Linked DNA regions of Mus musculus: all the other regions are linked to region 1. A link is a contact called in public HiChIP or PLAC-seq, Micro-C and promoter capture Hi-C data. All regions are on one chromosome and are shown on one strand. Each heading gives the region's core, a stretch centred on a gene start, on an enhancer-like site or on the middle of the called end of the contact. The rest is flanking DNA. Distances are from core to core; before and after follow the strand shown.

Region 1 (3,895 bases), core at 1,177-3,676:
CTGGGGCTACAGACTGTGAACAGGGCTGGACCTGCCCCTGCCCCTGCCTCCTGCCTCCTGCCTCCACCCGCGCTTCTGCCCTGCATCCCTGTGTGTCTGCATGCCGTGGTGTCCCCGGTGTGCAGGCTTCATGACCACCTGAGCATCTCGACACCATTGTCTGTCGTGTACGTGTACGTTTGTGCAAATGTAACTACATGTGCACCTGAGCCACCTCCATCTGACACTTGAATATCACTGGGTTGGGAGGAATAAAATTTGCTTAAATCTGAGTGTTTCTCTGGGGGAGGAATGAGCCCCTGTGGGGGAATCTCTGCTGAGGAACCAGCCACTCACCAGATTGGAAATGCAACCCATATCTGTACCAGAAAGCAACCAGATGGCTAATCAAATGAACACCAGGCCCAGGGCTTCTTGGAGACAGCCTTCTTCCTGCTGCAGCGCCTTCCCAAGCCTTAAAGATGCAGGAGGGAGGACATAACTCCAAATCATCTTTGATATGAGAAAGAGGATGGAGCCCATGCAGACAGAAAGCCCAACCTCCTTTCAGAGAGGTCCTCCCCAGCTCACTACAGCCCCCCTTCACTGCCCTTAACCTCTGGCCCATCACAGGAAGGTTCAGTTGTATGCTGTGCCTTCTCATGAATGGGCCTGGGGTGCCATGGCTCTCCTGCTGGTCCTATCTGTGCAGTCTGGTGTCGGGTCCTGTAGTTTAGATACATGCCACATTGCTTCGTGTAAAAGCCCTTACTAATGCATGTCGCTTCCTGCTGGAGTTACGAATGGGAGTGGAACACCACGTACCCCTTGCCCTGCCTGGATAGTGCCTGGATAGGTGGCACCCTGCGGGCCTTGATCCAGCCTTCCCTTTCCTGTGTGTGTACATGCAATGACTGAGCTGCCAAACCATCACTGTGCACTGCCACTACTGCCCCTCGCCTCTGCATGTTAGAATGCATTCTGGTAAAAGCCGGACCCTTCCCACAGGTAAGTGTGAGGCCAAGCCAGAGACACAAGGTATCACAAGAAGCAAGACTCGGGATGAAGTCAGAATGTCTGGGGTCTGGTCTTTGGTTCTGGTTAACCTGTGTGGGTTTGGAATCCTCTCCCCGTCCCCAAGCCTCTTGCCTTATAAAGGTCTTTTTGTAAGGTTACAGAAAGTCCACAGTCCCACGAGTCAGCGACGTAGCCTTCCAAGGGGGAGACTGAGAGGATGGCTTTCCTATTTTCCTTCCATCTGCTCCTAACTCTGAGATTCCGGAAGCTACTGTGAAATCAGGATGGGGAAGGAGAGGTCACAGCCTAGGGTGTTTGCCCTTGTCCCTCTTTGAGGAAAGGACTGAGGTTCAAACCTATATAATGCCAGAAGTGGAGCCCTGAGGGGGCCTTCAGCCGGAGGGTAAAGCAGGAGGACTTTCTGGCAAGAGACAGGCACCCTCTCTGCCTCCTGTGCTTCCCTTCCCCTGGGAAAGATCCGGTCCTCTCCTGAATGTTCATCTTCCAGGCATTGCTCCTCAGACTGCCCAGTGTTGTGTTTGTAGGAAGATGTTTCCTCCTAGGAGAGAAGAGAGCAAGCTCTCATGGGGTTAAAGAGAGTGTGAGTTTCCTCAGGCTCAAAACCTCTTCCTACACACTGCTGTGTCACACTGTCCCTGCTGGGATGACAGGAGTGACACCCCTGAAAGACTCAGATGCTGTTGGGGGCTGTAACGAGAAACAGTCTTAGTTTGGAACCAACCTACCCTTCCTGCCTCCAAGTCCCCAGGCTAGGCCCAGTGTGCAGTGCAGGGGGACCCCAAGGATCAAAGCCACTCCAGACGGTGTCAGAGTGGGTGCTACTCATGGTCAGTCTGGCAGGGACGAATCTTACCCCAGGGTAGTTCCCAGCCACCACTCTTTAAGTGTGACCTTCCATGAATGGCCACACAGCCAACTTCCCCTGAGACAGGCTGATCGTCAGAGTAGGGCTGCCAGGGTAATCTGAATCTTGCTGATCTTCCTTCCATTGTCTCAGAGGCTTTGGGAGAGCAGCCAGCACATGTGAGTGAGGGGCTGTACCCCAAGGGCTGTGCAGGCACCAGGATCTCGGGGTCCATGGCCACCCCTGTGGCAAGGCCTTGATAGCTCCAGCCACAGTTGCCCCCAGCAGCCAGCTTTGCTCAGCAGCCAGCAGTGAGGCTCTGACGTTGGTGGATGCTGTGCGAGTGGGATAGCAGCTGTTTCTTCTTGCCTAAACAGCTTTCCCAGTCCTTGCCCCTCCCACACCCCCAAACAGCAGCTTTTTCAGACATTTTGCCTCAAATGCAAATCCTCTTTGTTCCAAATGGGCAGTCTCTGCCTGAAACAGACGTCAGCCTTGCCCCAAACTTGGGCGTGTTTCTCTCTCCCCAGGATGCCTGAGTCAGCGTGGCAAGGGTGTGTCTGCCTGCAGTCTGGCACTGTGCCCTGGCTCCCTAGAGAAACCTTCTCTCTTTCTGGGCGTTACACACAGCAGGGTGTGGCCAGCTCTCTCTTTGCTATGCCAGATGCTAATGCCTGGTCCTTCTGCTGCAAAGTCTCCCCCAAGTTTCTTGTTTCAAGCTCTATGTTCTCCAGTCCCCTGTCCCCCAATACCGATGGACTCAGGATGAGACTCAGCTAACATTCGGGAGCACCTGGGAAGTGGGTGGAGAACTGCCTACTTGACAGTGCCAGGGTCCAGGCCTCTAAAGTCAGCTCACAGGTCATACACATTGAAAACCACCTCGCTTGCTCTCTGGTGGCAGTGGGTCAGGCGGCCTCCTGTGTCCAAGAGAAGCCTCCACTTCCCTTTGCTTTGTCCAGTGCCATGAACCATATTCCCTCTATCTTGCCCAAGCTCCTCAGTAGACAACAGTTGCCCCTTGGAGTGTAGGATTGAGCCTCTCTGCTTCCAAATCCCACTCCTGGCAGCCCCTCACCATCTCCTGGCCTGCCATATGCCAGTCTGCCTTTCCTTCTCCACCCTACACTTCTGGTTCAGCAAAGCCTCTCCTTTGGGGGAACTGTCGACCCCAAGGCTCCGTGGTCTCATGCATGTCTTTGGCTGCTTTTCGACTCAGCAAACGGATTCTTTCTCTTCTCTTGCAAACAACTGTTTTCAGGTACCCTTCGCAAGCTATCTAGACAACCCTTCTCCGTCACAGCCCAGGGGCCAAGACGTCAGGCACTGGGGAGAATAAACATCCCGAACTGCTAGGGTTGCTGCTCACCCTGCCCTCACCTGGCACTGTTTGGTTGCCTAAAGCATCTAGCAGTGTGTCTTTTGTGGTGCAAATCCCATTTCCAGCAGAGAAGAGAGCAGATCATACCACCTTAACAAATTGGCCACATGCCTGATGTAAGCTGGGCACATCTCATTTAGACTGGGAACCCAACAGGTGATACTTTCTTCAGCAGTCACGGTATTATGCGCACATAAACACACCTGGACTGAATAGAAAAAGCATTGTGTTTGGAGCTAAGCAGACCCATCTTCTACCTTCCATTGTTAGATATATGGCTGTGGGCAGATTTCCTGTTCCCCGTAATCTGTAAAACAGAGAGCCTGTGAGGCTTGCGAGACAGAATGTGCATAGAGAACTTGGTGCTTAGCACATGGTCAGTTAGGTCCCGTCATCCTTACCTTAACCCTTCATCTTTGAGAAGAACCTTCCCTCATATGGACTCTAACATTACCACGGTTGTAGACAGCAACCAGCCCAAGGCCTCCATCCTTGACACTCCATCTATGTACGTTCTAGGCTCCTGTCCCAGAACTCATCTCACTGCTAACATGAAGCAGTCTGTTCTGAGGTCCATCCATGCCCCTGGCTCTCACCAACATTAACAGTAGAGGGAGAGTTCTGTCAGCAGGGTTCTTTTGCTTATGGGTCCA
Region 2 (3,499 bases), core at 592-3,091, 170 kb before region 1:
CAACCCTACTCTTTATATGAGTACACTGAAGCTGTCTTCAGACACACCAGAAGAGGGCATCAGATTCCATTACAGATGGTTGTGAGCCACCATGTGGTTGCTGGGAATTGAACTCAGGACTTTCAGAAGAGCAGTCAGTGCTCTTAACCGCTGAACCATCTCTCCAGCCCACAACCCTACTCTTAAGACATTTCCTTTTACGAACACGAGTTTTGCTCTGGCCTACGACAAATAATGATCTTACAAGCATTCTTATACACGTTGCCAGGAGATGAGAGCACGTGCATTTTTCCGGGATAAGCACTTCTGTGTCATTCCAGGGGACATTTAAATTTGATAATGAATGGTAATGACTTTATAAACCAAAGTGGTTGTACCATAATGAAAATTCCTCTAACATAACAATCTCAAAAGACTTACATATAACTCAAAAAAGAAGTTTTCTTTTTGTGGGGTTTTTGTTGTTTTTTCAAGACAGGGTTTCTCAGTGTAGCTCTAGCTGTCCTCAAACTAGCTCTATAGACCAGGCTGGCCTTGAACTTGGAGATCTGCTTGCCTCTGTCTCCCCAGTGCTGGGATTAGAGGTGTGTGCCCATCACTCACAAACTATTAAGAGAAAGAACTATGAGGATGTTTTCCCTCCCAGCCAACTCAAGGGTCCTTCATCTTGCTATTGTCCTGCAGATCCTTCCTCCTCTAAATCATCGTCCAAACCCACCTTATGTGGAAGGAGAACACCGCAGCCCCATTCCTGCTCAATCTTCCTTTTCACTACGTTTAAACAGCAGCCTGTCAATCCTATGCCCCCAAATTGCAAGCCCAGAAGCAGCCCCAGAGCCTTGGCAGTCACTCCTTCACAGAGCAGCCAAGCACTCTCTACACACATCAACGTGCAGTAGTGATTCCCTGAAAGAACAGTAAGAGCCAAGCCTCAAAACCTCCTAAGCCCGAGAGGCGCAAAGGCTTAAAATAAGAGCAGGGGGTATAGTTCTGTTGGCAGAGTGCTTGCCTGGTAGGGACACATGCTGGGGTCAGGCCTCAGTGCTAAGAAGGGAAGGGGAAAGGGAAGGCGCAAGGAAAAGAGAACGGGACGAGGCGGAGAGGGAGATCACAATCTAGTCTCGGCTCTCATACTTGGGCAGGTGATAGGTCCTCTCTGGGGACCAGTTCTGCCATCTTCAAACGTGGGTTAGAACCAGAGGCTGGAAGTGTAGCTCAGTCGGTGGCAAGCTTGCCTCCGCACCAAGCTCTCACTTCCATCCCTAACATTTTCTAAATTGAGCCCAGTGGCGCGCGCTTGTAATGCCAGCGTTCAAGAGGTATGTGGAAGGAGGATCAAAGTCAAACAAAATCCTCCTCGGGTACATAGAGAGTTCGAAACCAGCCTGGGCTACACAAAACCTGTCTCAAAAAAGGTGGATTTTAAAATGACCTCATACGTTCATTCAGCGACAGAATGAGGTAAAAAGAATTCCATCAAGTCGAGCTGGAGGATGAAGCCGGGATCGCGTCAGGGCCTCAGAGGCTGCTGTCAATTTGGGTGGGTAGGTAATTTTGAGGGTTCCCCGTTGTCCCCAGCAACAGAACCGGAAGGACCGCTGACGTCAGCCACCAGAGGGAACCTGCGGCCGGTACTCAGGGTCACTGGGGTGACAGGACTGCAGAGTGGGCCCCTGGCCTGTCTAGGAATATCGGTCGAACACCGAGCCTGCGAGAGGCTCTTCGCGCCCACTTGCTCACCCGATTGGGGTACTCCTTCTCCACACAGTCCCCACACATCGTCACGCAGTTTTCGGAGAACGACCCCAGCGACACCCGGAAGGCGAAACCTCGCGAGAGTTGAGATATCGATTTTGTCGCACACGATCTAAGGACTCCACAGCTGGCTAAAAGTCTCCGCCCATAGCAACGGTTGTTAGGCGGTCTCCGGGTAAGGAGGGTGCACCGAGGACTGGACTCAAAAATCTTCAGGTATTGAAAAGATCTGAGGACTCAAAGAAGTGTCGAAAAGAGGAAGAGGCTTTGAGCCTGAAAGAACTTCTAATAGGCGCCTTCTTGAATTCTGATTAAAAAAGAATTACAGAAGTACAGCAAAAAGGGGAATTGTTTCTTCTTGCCTCCATTTTTACCAGACTCAAAAAACCTGAAATGACAGTTTAAATACCATTTTGTGCTATAATAACAGATAAGAGATCAGACTTCAGAGAAGGAGTAAGCTGGTGTTTGGGAAGAGAAGCTTAGAGCGCTGTCGAGAACCTACTAAATTATTTAAATTAGATTCTTATCATACGCCTTGTACAAAAATCAATTCAAAAATGGATCAAAACCCATTATCTAAAACAGGAAACACTGAAACTTCCAGAAGAAAACATAGGGGATAGTTGTCAAGATATTGGGTTGGAGGGGCTGGAGAGATGGCTTAGCCATTAGGAACACTGAATGCTCTTCCAGAGGACCCAATTTCACTTCCCAGAACTCACATGGCAGCTCACAACTGTCTGTAACTCCAAGATCTGACACCCTAACACAAACACACATGCAGGCAATGTGCATAAAATAAAAGTAAATTTTTTAAAAAAGACACTGCTTTGGACAAGAACTTTTTAATTAGCACAGGAACACTAACACTAACAGAAACTAACCCTTAGTATCAACGGACTACACGAAAAGTTTCTATTCAGCAAAGGACACAATTAGCAGAAAAAAACAGTCCTCAGCATGGGAAACATCTTTACCAGCCATATTTCAAACAAGAGGCAAATATCCAGAATTTATAAGAATTGCAGAAACTAAATACCAAGGAAACAAAACTGCCAGTCAATAAATGGGCAAATGAATTGAATAGACACTTTTCAAAATTAAAAAAAAAAACAAAACATGGCCAATAAGTGTTCATTGTCCTCAAACATCAGGGAAGTGCAAATTAAAATTATTTTTTAGATACCCTCTCACCCCTGTCGGAATGGCTCTCATCAATAAATCTGATGACAAATGCTGGGAAGGATGTGGAGAGAAAGGAACTGTTAGTCACTGTTGGTGGGAGTGCAAATTAAAATACAGACATTGTAGAATCAGTTTGGTGACTACTCAAAAAGTTAAAACTAGAATCACCATATGAACCTGTTATTCTATTCCTGGGCATTTACCCAGAACACATAGGAATATTTACACCCCTGTGTTTATTCCTGATTTATTTACTCTACCAAGAATTAAGATCAACCTAGTTGTCTGTCAACAGATAAAAGTAAAATGAAAAATCTCTCTATATAAAAAATGGAGCTGGGCAGTGGTGCACATGACATTAGTACCAACACTCGGGAGGCAGAGGCTGGCCAAACTCTGTGCAGTTTAGGCCAACCTGGTCTATAGATAGAGTTCCAGGACAACCAGGGCTACACAGGAAAAAAAATACTATTCAGTTCTAAAGAAAAAAAATGAAATCACAAAATTTGTAGGAAAATGAGTGGACTTATAATATTAAGTAAGGTAATACACCCTC
Region 3 (3,653 bases), core at 1,070-3,569, 230 kb before region 1:
CCTCCTCCTCTTCCTCTTTCACCTCTTCCTCCTCTTCCATCTTCTCCCTCCTCCTCCTCTGTGTATGTGCGTGTGCATGTGCACACACGCGCGCACACACACACACCCGTGGAGTACAGAAAAGAGCTTCAGGTCCTCTGGAGCTGAAGTTACAGGCAGCTGTGGGCCGTCCAGTGTCGGTCCTGAGAACCTATTTCCAGGCCTCTGCCAGAGCAGACAGGAAGTCCTCTTAATCACTGAGTCAAGTCTCTTCAGCACTACCCACCACCCACATGCGTTTAAACAAACAGTGGAAGCTACTGAGTTTGAAATCAGCCCTGTATGATGAAATAGACTTACTTTTTAGTAACAACCCCCTTTAAAAACAAAAACAAAAAAAACACTTCACTTTCCCGTCTTACCCAGAAAAAGCAATTTTTTAAAAAGGAAAGTTCCCCTATGGGTTGAGAGATTTGCCTCGTCTTGCATGTCTCCCCTGCTCTCTCTGACAGAGCCGCAGGTAATCAGTATCATCCCGAAAGGAGAGACCAGGGACAGTATTTACAGTGGCTCAATGGGAAAGCAGCTAAGGAACCTAACATCGGGGCTGCTGGCCAACACATGCTCTGTGTTCTTTGCACTGATGAGGGGGCTGGGCTGGGGACCACAGCAAATTAGGCCTCAGTTCAGCAAAGCTATCCCTAGCCTTCATCTGAGGGCTATTTTTATAGCCCAGGGAAGCAGAAAAAAAATCAATGGAGTGTTCTATAACTGAGGATTTATTAAGTCAAGTACCATGCTAAACAAAGTCCTAGAACTTTCTATGTAGCACCTTATTTTTACAATCCCATAAGAAGATCGTTACCCTAAGTACCCTTATTTTGATGAGGAAAGTGAGAGGCAAGATTTCACAGCTGTTGAGCACGGTACCTGGAAGAACTCATGTGTCTCACCCAAGAGCCCCCATCATGCCTTTGAAACCCAGCAAAAACCAAATGCAGAGAAATGCACCTCTGTGTGTGTGTGTGTGTGTGTGTGTGTATACACATATATATTAATTATCACATTTATACATGCCTATCTGTGCATCGCATGCATGCCTGGCACCTGCAGAGACTAGAAGCAGATGTCGGAACCCCTAGAACTCAAGTTAAGCTGCTGTATGGGTACTGTACTGAGAACTGAACCTCTGGAAGAGCAGCCCTTGTTCCCAACCTCTGAGCAGTCTCACACCTGGGAATCTTAATGGCCAGTCTAGGATCTGTTCCTTAAATAAAAGTAGCAAACATGTTTAGGGGTTTCCCTTCATTTAGGCACATTGCTTGAAATGTAGTTCATTTCAAGACAATAAATAGGCTTATCATTTTCCTTGATCCATTTCTCCTACTGACAAATTCATTTTCCATCTAATATTTAGCTTGAACACACACGTGCACATGCACTCCCACACACTCACACAGTCGTTGCTTTTTAAAGACCCAGTAGACTAGACTTGCTCTCCCCTAATACTAGTTCTCAAGAGCAGGCAATTTTCTGAACCCCAGAGAGGATTGATTTTCCTCTCTGGTGCTAACACATTTGGCAGCAGTAAACTGGGTCTCTAGAGAGGACAATTCATTCTTGGGTACCATTTGTATACAGAAATAAATATTTGGTAATCCGAGAACCTACCCTAGCAATCTAGACCCAAAGAAAACTTTACAGGAACCTCCTCCAAATAATTTTGCAACTTGGATTTCATTTTTAATGATAATTTATCTGTCTACTCTGAAGAACTGAACAATGAATGGGTCAGCGGGTGTTTTCCCGGTTTAAGAGGTGGGAGGGCATGACATAAGTCACTGTTGTGGGGCGGCCAAATGGCAATGACAGTTAATTCCGCAACACACCGGAGTGTTGGTGAAGGGAAGGGCGGTCCAATCCAGACCCTGATGAAGGCCTTCCAACTAGGGGTGAGCCCAGGTGGACCTGCCACTCATAAGCTGGGCCAGGCCGCTGAAGGGGCAACCTAGGTAGGGTGGAGTGATCAAGATCAGGCTTTGATCGAGGAGAAGAGATGGGACCGGGAAGTCAAGGTTGGGGATCTGGGCTGGGTGGGCGCTCATTCCAACTCCGCCTCTCAGATCGTCGGCGGAAAGATGCAGACGTATCCCTTCCGAACCCTGCCCGGGTCCGGGCACCCCAGGGCTTGAGAGCAGAGCTGGGATCCCGCCCCGGGCGGCCGCGGGGACCCCGACGCTCCCCTCCCCCGCTCCCGCTGCAGCGGCGGTGCAGGGGACGGGCGGAGGGCCGGGCAGGGGCGGCAGCCGCAGCTGTCCCCTCCCACCTCCCGCCAGCGCGAGCTTCCCCGCGACGCGCTCCCGCCGCAGCCGCGCTTCCCCGCGCCAGCGAGCCAGCGAGCGAGCGGGCGAGGCCAGCGCGGGGGCCGGGCCGCTTCCTTCTCGCCACCGCGGCGTCCTGGGGCTGGCTCCAGCCGCGATGGCAGAGGCTGAGCGGGGCTGAGCCCGCAGCCGCCCGCAGCCCTCGGGCCCCCTTGAGTCCCTGCCATGGCGAAACAGTACGATGTGCTGTTCCGGCTACTGCTGATCGGGGACTCCGGGGTTGGCAAGACATGCCTGCTGTGCCGCTTCACCGACAACGAGTTCCACTCCTCGCATATCTCCACCATCGGTAAGGGGCGGTGGCCCAGGGGCGCCCTATTCTCCCCTCCCGGTGGTTGCTTCTTTATCCCCAGCCCGGAAGGGATTGTGCGCCCCTTAAGGTAGAGGCGGTGGCGCGGGAGGCCAGGGATAGGGAGTGCATACACCTAGGGGTGTGAGGTTCCTCCCCCCCCCACACACACACTGGGGCCCTGAGACTGGGTTCCTACAGGTGAGGGGTATATGCTGCCTACAGTCATGGTCTAAAGATGGGAGTTCTGCCTTCTGGCAGGGGAGCCTTCCGATCCAAGATCCAAGATGAGAAAACAGGCGGGTGTAGGCCAGAGTGCCCTGAGACAGGGCAGCGAGATTCACAGCCAGTGAAGTGATATACCCACAGCTCCAAATGAAGGGAGGAGAACGGAATCAAAATGAGGACCAGGCAGTAAGTCACTGAGGTACCCTTAGTTTTAGGGTGAGTCGGTGTGGAGCCAGGATAGGAGTGGACAGAGGCAGACTCAGTAGTGAAGGGAAAGTCACAAGGTGGGACGCCTGGAGGACAGGGATACCACAGTGCAAGAAGGAAGATACGGGTGGGCAGAGACTGTTTGAAGGACGGTGGGAAAATCGGAAATGTCCATGCAGAGCAGAGGGTCAGCAAGTAGGCAGGCCCTACATGAGACCCGGACAAAGGCCTGGTTGGTACCCTGGCAAGGCCATTGAGGGCCACTCTGAGAGTGACTCAGTGGTCTCTCCTTCATGGGCAAGGCAAGGTCCTCTCTTCCAGGACGTCTGCCTTGAGGGGATTCCACCCATATCTGACACCAGGGTACCACACTTGGTCAGCTGTGGAGGATCCTTCTCGTGGCTCCTGACAGAAACAACCTGCTGACAACCTGGTCATCCAGTAGGAATCCTCTCCTAGAAGGCCCTGCTGCCTTCGGGGAGGACTCCAGCTCTCCTTGAGAGCTTCCTCTTAAGGCTTTCTTCTTCTCCCTTCACACTCCTCCCCCAACACACACTCCTTGCCAAGAG
Region 4 (3,712 bases), core at 718-3,217, 160 kb after region 1:
GAAAGTGGGAAGAAAAGGGGAAGCCATGAAGCCAAAGCACAAAGGAAAAACACAAAATCCCAGAATTCCAGGCAGAGCCCATCTGTTCCCACCCATGTGCCGAGCCTGAAAACCATCCCCTCTAGGATTTAGGACACGTGTCTTCAGTTCTGCCCATTGCTTCTAAAATTTATGTGTGGGAGTAGAGGAGACTGAGCATCATGTAGCCCAGGCTGGCCTTGAACCTACTGTGTAGCTGAGGACCACTATGAACACCTGTGAATCTGCTCTCTCTGCCTCCACCTCCCAAGTGCTGGGATTACAGACTGAACCACCATGATGGCTTTGTGTGTATTAAGCAAGCACTCTACCAACTAAGCTACATCCCCCACCCTTAAACATTCTTCAGACAGTTGATCCAGTGAGAGGTTCACCTGAACTGACAAACACAGTCCTTAGCACGCGAAGGGGTAGGGATGCAGTTTGTGCACAGGACCGTGCGTTCGACCCCTAGCTTCACCTAAAATGAAAACTGCGACACTGACAATCTTGTGGAAAGTGAAATATCACACACATTGCTGCCAAAATGAAGTTGGCATAATTCTATGAGAACAAAAAAACATTTGAAAGGGAATTTAAAGAGACATAGAAGTGATTGTACGTTTTGATCCCTCTTAGAAATTTATTCTTTAAAAAGCATTATCCAAAGTCAGACGGAGAAATTTTGTGAATGAAAACACACTGTTCTAAAAAACAAAACAAAACAAAAAGATATTCAGTTCTGAAAATCTGAGCTAGGCATGGTAGCACACACCCACAATCCCAGGACTTGACAGACTAGGCAGGAGGATCAGGAGTTCAAGATCAACCTCAGAGATATATTGATCATAAGGCCATACTGAACTAAATAAGACCATCTCAAAACCACCAAATTCAATACACAATAACAATTTTATAATAAATATATAACAAGTAACAAATTAATATATAAAATAAATAACAACTATTATTATTATTATTGAGACAGAGTGTCTCACTATGTAGCCCTGGTTGCCCTGGAACGTACTATGTAGATGAAGCTGGCCTCAAACTCATAAATATCCACCTGCCAATGTTTCCCAAGTCCTGGGATCAAAGGCAAGCACCAGCTGACCTACAGATATTATTTATCTATCAGAGAAACAGGTAATGTTCAAAATCCACAAACACAAGTGGCATGAGAGGAAAGCTCGCACGCAGCCAGTTATGACGTAAGGGCTTGGCAGTTACTGACTTTGCAGGACTGAAATCAATTCTTTTCCTCTGTGCAAACACCCTAACACAGTCTATATTTAACTCTGTTATAAAACGACTGATTTCCAGACACTTGAAAAATGAAAAGTTGTCATGATGTTCAGAACCCATAATCGAAGATTTGGGCTGCTTTGTTTTCCTATTTGGCTGTGTTCTGGTTAGTTTTCAGTGCATTTAAAAACTAGCTGGGAGACCTTTCTTCTCTATAACTTATAAGCTAATATGTAAAAGAAATGTCTTTGCTAGATCAGTAATGAGCCTCAGAGTTAAAAGAAATGGGAGAACAAAACCAGCCAAAGAGCTGGACAAACTCACTGAGCCCAGCTTGGGACTCTGAGGCTCCTCAAGTGTTGTAAGCCACAGTTGGCCTCAGCTGTGGATGCTGTCATAGAAACGCTTCGTGTTCTGGCTGCCCTGCTGGGAAATGCCACCCTGAAATAACACTCACTTTGCGAATCTCCTGGTGGCATCGCAGGGACAGCAGTGTCAGAAGTATTACAAAACTGCTATCCAGGGTCATCTATCAGTTCACAAACTGTTTCTCCAATGGCTTGGTCAGATACGGGGTTTTCTATTTTAAAAACATTCTGTAGCAACAAATCAATGGCCCTCCTCAGCATTCCTAACAGTGAAATCCCACAGAGGGGAGAACAGAACAGCCTGGGCACTTGGAAAGTTCCACAGCTTGTGAAAGGTCACCTAGCCTAGGAGGCAGTGTTGTGTTCTGGGCTCCAAGTTCCCAGAGTTTGTCTTTCAGCCACTGCTGCCTAACAGTGCAGTTAAGTTTTCTACGGACGTTCTCCCCCCAGCTAAATCTACTTAAAAAAAACAAAAACAAAAACAAAACCACTAACAATTTAGCTTTTTGTTACCAAACTCTTACAAACTTTTTAGCATGAATTTTGTAAGCATTTAAAAAAAAATGAGAGAGAGGGAGAGAGAGAAAGGGAGACGGAGCGAGAGAGCGCTGCACGGTTCCATGTTGAAGTCACTAGCTATATGTGCCTGCTGAGCACTCCTCTGAATTGAGGAGGCCATTAGAGATACTAGATTCAGGCTGGAGAGATGGCTCAGCAGTCAAGAGCACTGGTTGCTCTTCCAGGGGAGCCTGGTTCAATTCCCGGCACCCACATGTCTCTAACTCCAGTTCCAGAGGATCCGACACCCTAACACAGATGTACATGTAGGCAAATCACTGATGTACACGAAATGAGAGAGAAAGAGAGCAGATTCTAAAGATTACAGAAAAACGTAAAGTCTCCCATTGCTAGCCTCCCAGGGCTGGGGAGGTGGTTCAGTAGGTAAAGTGGTTGGTGCTCAGGCTTAAGGATCCAGCCTTGGATCCCCAGCATCCCTGTGTAAACTTGGCATGGTGGCAGACATCTGTGACCTCAGCTCTGTGGGGAAATGAGACAGACAAGTCCCTGGGGCCCTTGGCCAGCCAGTCTAGCTGAAAATCAGCAAGCTTACGGCAAGAATACAGTGAGAGGCCATGTCTCAAAACACATGGTGGGGGGCGTGGTGAAGCACGCCTTTAATCCCAACACTTGGGAGGCAGAGGCAGGCGGATTTCTGAGTTCGAGGCCAGCCTGGTCTACAGAGTGAGTTCCAGGACAGCCGAGGCTACACAGAGAAACCCTGTCTCGAAAAAACCAAACCAAACCAAACCAAAACAACAACAACAAAAAAAACACATGGTGGGAATGCTAGAGACCTCAGGCCTTCACATGCCCATGCGCATGTGCATGTGAGCATACTACCCCACTCCTACATGCATACACCACATGCATACACATGCATACACTATACACACTCACCTGCACATACAAATGCATGCACACACACATGTATATAGCATATATGTATGCACAAAGAAGGAATACAATTTTAAAAATAGAATTATTTTAAAATAGTAACATCCTAGTGTTGACTACATGTTATCATCATAATATTTTTAACTCAATAGGTTGGATAAAATAATTATTTAAATTAACTTTAGATAGATGTCATTTTGTATCTTTAAAAATAAAAACATTAAAATGTTTTATTATCAAAAATATTAAATAATATTAAAAATAAAAATTTCTAATAATGCATTAGAAAATTTTGGGTCCAGCAGCGGTGGTGGTGCAGGCCTCTAGTCTCAGCACTTGGGAGGCAGAGGCAGGTGGATCTCTGAGTTTGAGACCAGCCTGATGTACAAGAGCAAGTTCCAGGACAGCCAGGGCTACATAGAGAAACCTTGTCTTGAAAAACCAATGATGAAGAAGATGATGATGATGTAGACCATTTTAAGTTGCAAATATGGCTCTCATTATATCTCATCATTGAACGGTGCTGATGTACGCTTGCTGCAATGTTTCATTATGAGAATTCCTGTGTGAACTGCTCAGTGAGCTTTAAAACAAAGCAAATTCTCCTGTGTAAAATGTTTCCTAGA

Evidence for each region. A called contact is a pair of places that touch in the nucleus more often than the background predicts. HiChIP or PLAC-seq counts read pairs in DNA pulled down with a chosen protein or histone mark. Capture Hi-C pulls out chosen DNA fragments and counts their contacts.
Region 2: an H3K4me3 HiChIP or PLAC-seq map of bone marrow-derived macrophages shows a contact between it and region 1, with 3 times the contacts expected there. The contact joins the promoter of Churc1 here to the enhancer-like site in region 1. A contact is called at or near these places in 8 of 39 promoter capture datasets (embryonic stem cells, epiblast stem cells, fetal liver and 4 more), 2 of 15 datasets of contacts at CTCF or cohesin (CD8 T cells and the NIH/3T3 cell line), 5 of 484 Hi-C or Micro-C datasets (the N1E-115 cell line, nephron progenitors, trophoblast stem cells and 1 more), 17 of 115 datasets of contacts at active chromatin or transcription factors (bone marrow-derived macrophages, cardiomyocytes, embryonic fibroblasts and 8 more) and 4 of 9 other capture datasets (adipose tissue, embryonic stem cells, liver and 1 more).
Region 3: a Micro-C map of palatal mesenchyme shows a contact between it and region 1, with 2.1 times the contacts expected there. The contact joins the promoter of Rab15 here to the enhancer-like site in region 1. A contact is called at or near these places in 7 of 39 promoter capture datasets (the C10 cell line, cranial neural crest, embryonic stem cells and 4 more), 1 of 15 datasets of contacts at CTCF or cohesin (embryonic stem cells), 19 of 484 Hi-C or Micro-C datasets (B cells, the G1E-ER4 cell line, the HPC-7 cell line and 7 more), 12 of 115 datasets of contacts at active chromatin or transcription factors (bone marrow-derived macrophages, embryonic limb bud, embryonic stem cells and 2 more) and 3 of 9 other capture datasets (adipose tissue, embryonic stem cells and liver).
Region 4: a contact with region 1 is called in a promoter capture Hi-C map of adipose tissue. The contact joins two enhancer-like sites. A contact is called at or near these places in 7 of 39 promoter capture datasets (the 3T3-L1 cell line, cranial neural crest, embryonic stem cells and 3 more), 2 of 15 datasets of contacts at CTCF or cohesin (the NIH/3T3 cell line and large pre-B cells), 3 of 484 Hi-C or Micro-C datasets (the HPC-7 cell line, the N1E-115 cell line and embryonic stem cells), 7 of 115 datasets of contacts at active chromatin or transcription factors (bone marrow-derived macrophages, embryonic stem cells and fibro-adipogenic progenitors) and 3 of 9 other capture datasets (adipose tissue, embryonic stem cells and liver).

The regions. Positions count from the first base shown.
Region 1 is chr12:76,592,507-76,596,401 of GRCm38.p6, reverse strand. The region is part of intron 32 of Sptb (spectrin beta, erythrocytic); the gene reads left to right. Among named protein-coding and RNA genes, the nearest start is that of AI463170, 47 kb to the right of the region's middle. Within about 2 kb of position 2,426, at least 197 of the 459 cell types and tissues checked have an H3K27ac peak or open chromatin away from gene starts, as enhancers often do. A contact at or near this core is called in CD8 T cells, the G1E-ER4 cell line, the N1E-115 cell line and 9 more, where this site is marked.
Region 2 is chr12:76,763,880-76,767,378 of GRCm38.p6, reverse strand. Churc1 (churchill domain containing 1) reads right to left here and starts at 1,841. Exons shown (of 4, transcript NM_206534.2): 1 at 1,741-1,841. The coding sequence starts at 1,779.
Region 3 is chr12:76,821,190-76,824,842 of GRCm38.p6, reverse strand. It overlaps Rab15 (RAB15, member RAS oncogene family), which reads left to right and starts at 2,319. Exons shown (of 7, transcript NM_134050.5): 1 at 2,319-2,649. The coding sequence starts at 2,526. Gm34988 (a long non-coding RNA gene) reads right to left here. Exons shown (of 2, transcript XR_381699.2): 2 at 2,943-3,653.
Region 4 is chr12:76,429,151-76,432,862 of GRCm38.p6, reverse strand. The region is part of intron 6 of Ppp1r36 (protein phosphatase 1, regulatory subunit 36); the gene reads right to left. Among named protein-coding and RNA genes, the nearest start is that of Ppp1r36, 13 kb to the right of the region's middle. Within about 2 kb of position 1,967, at least 16 of the 459 cell types and tissues checked have an H3K27ac peak or open chromatin away from gene starts, as enhancers often do. A contact at or near this core is called in adipose tissue, where this site is marked.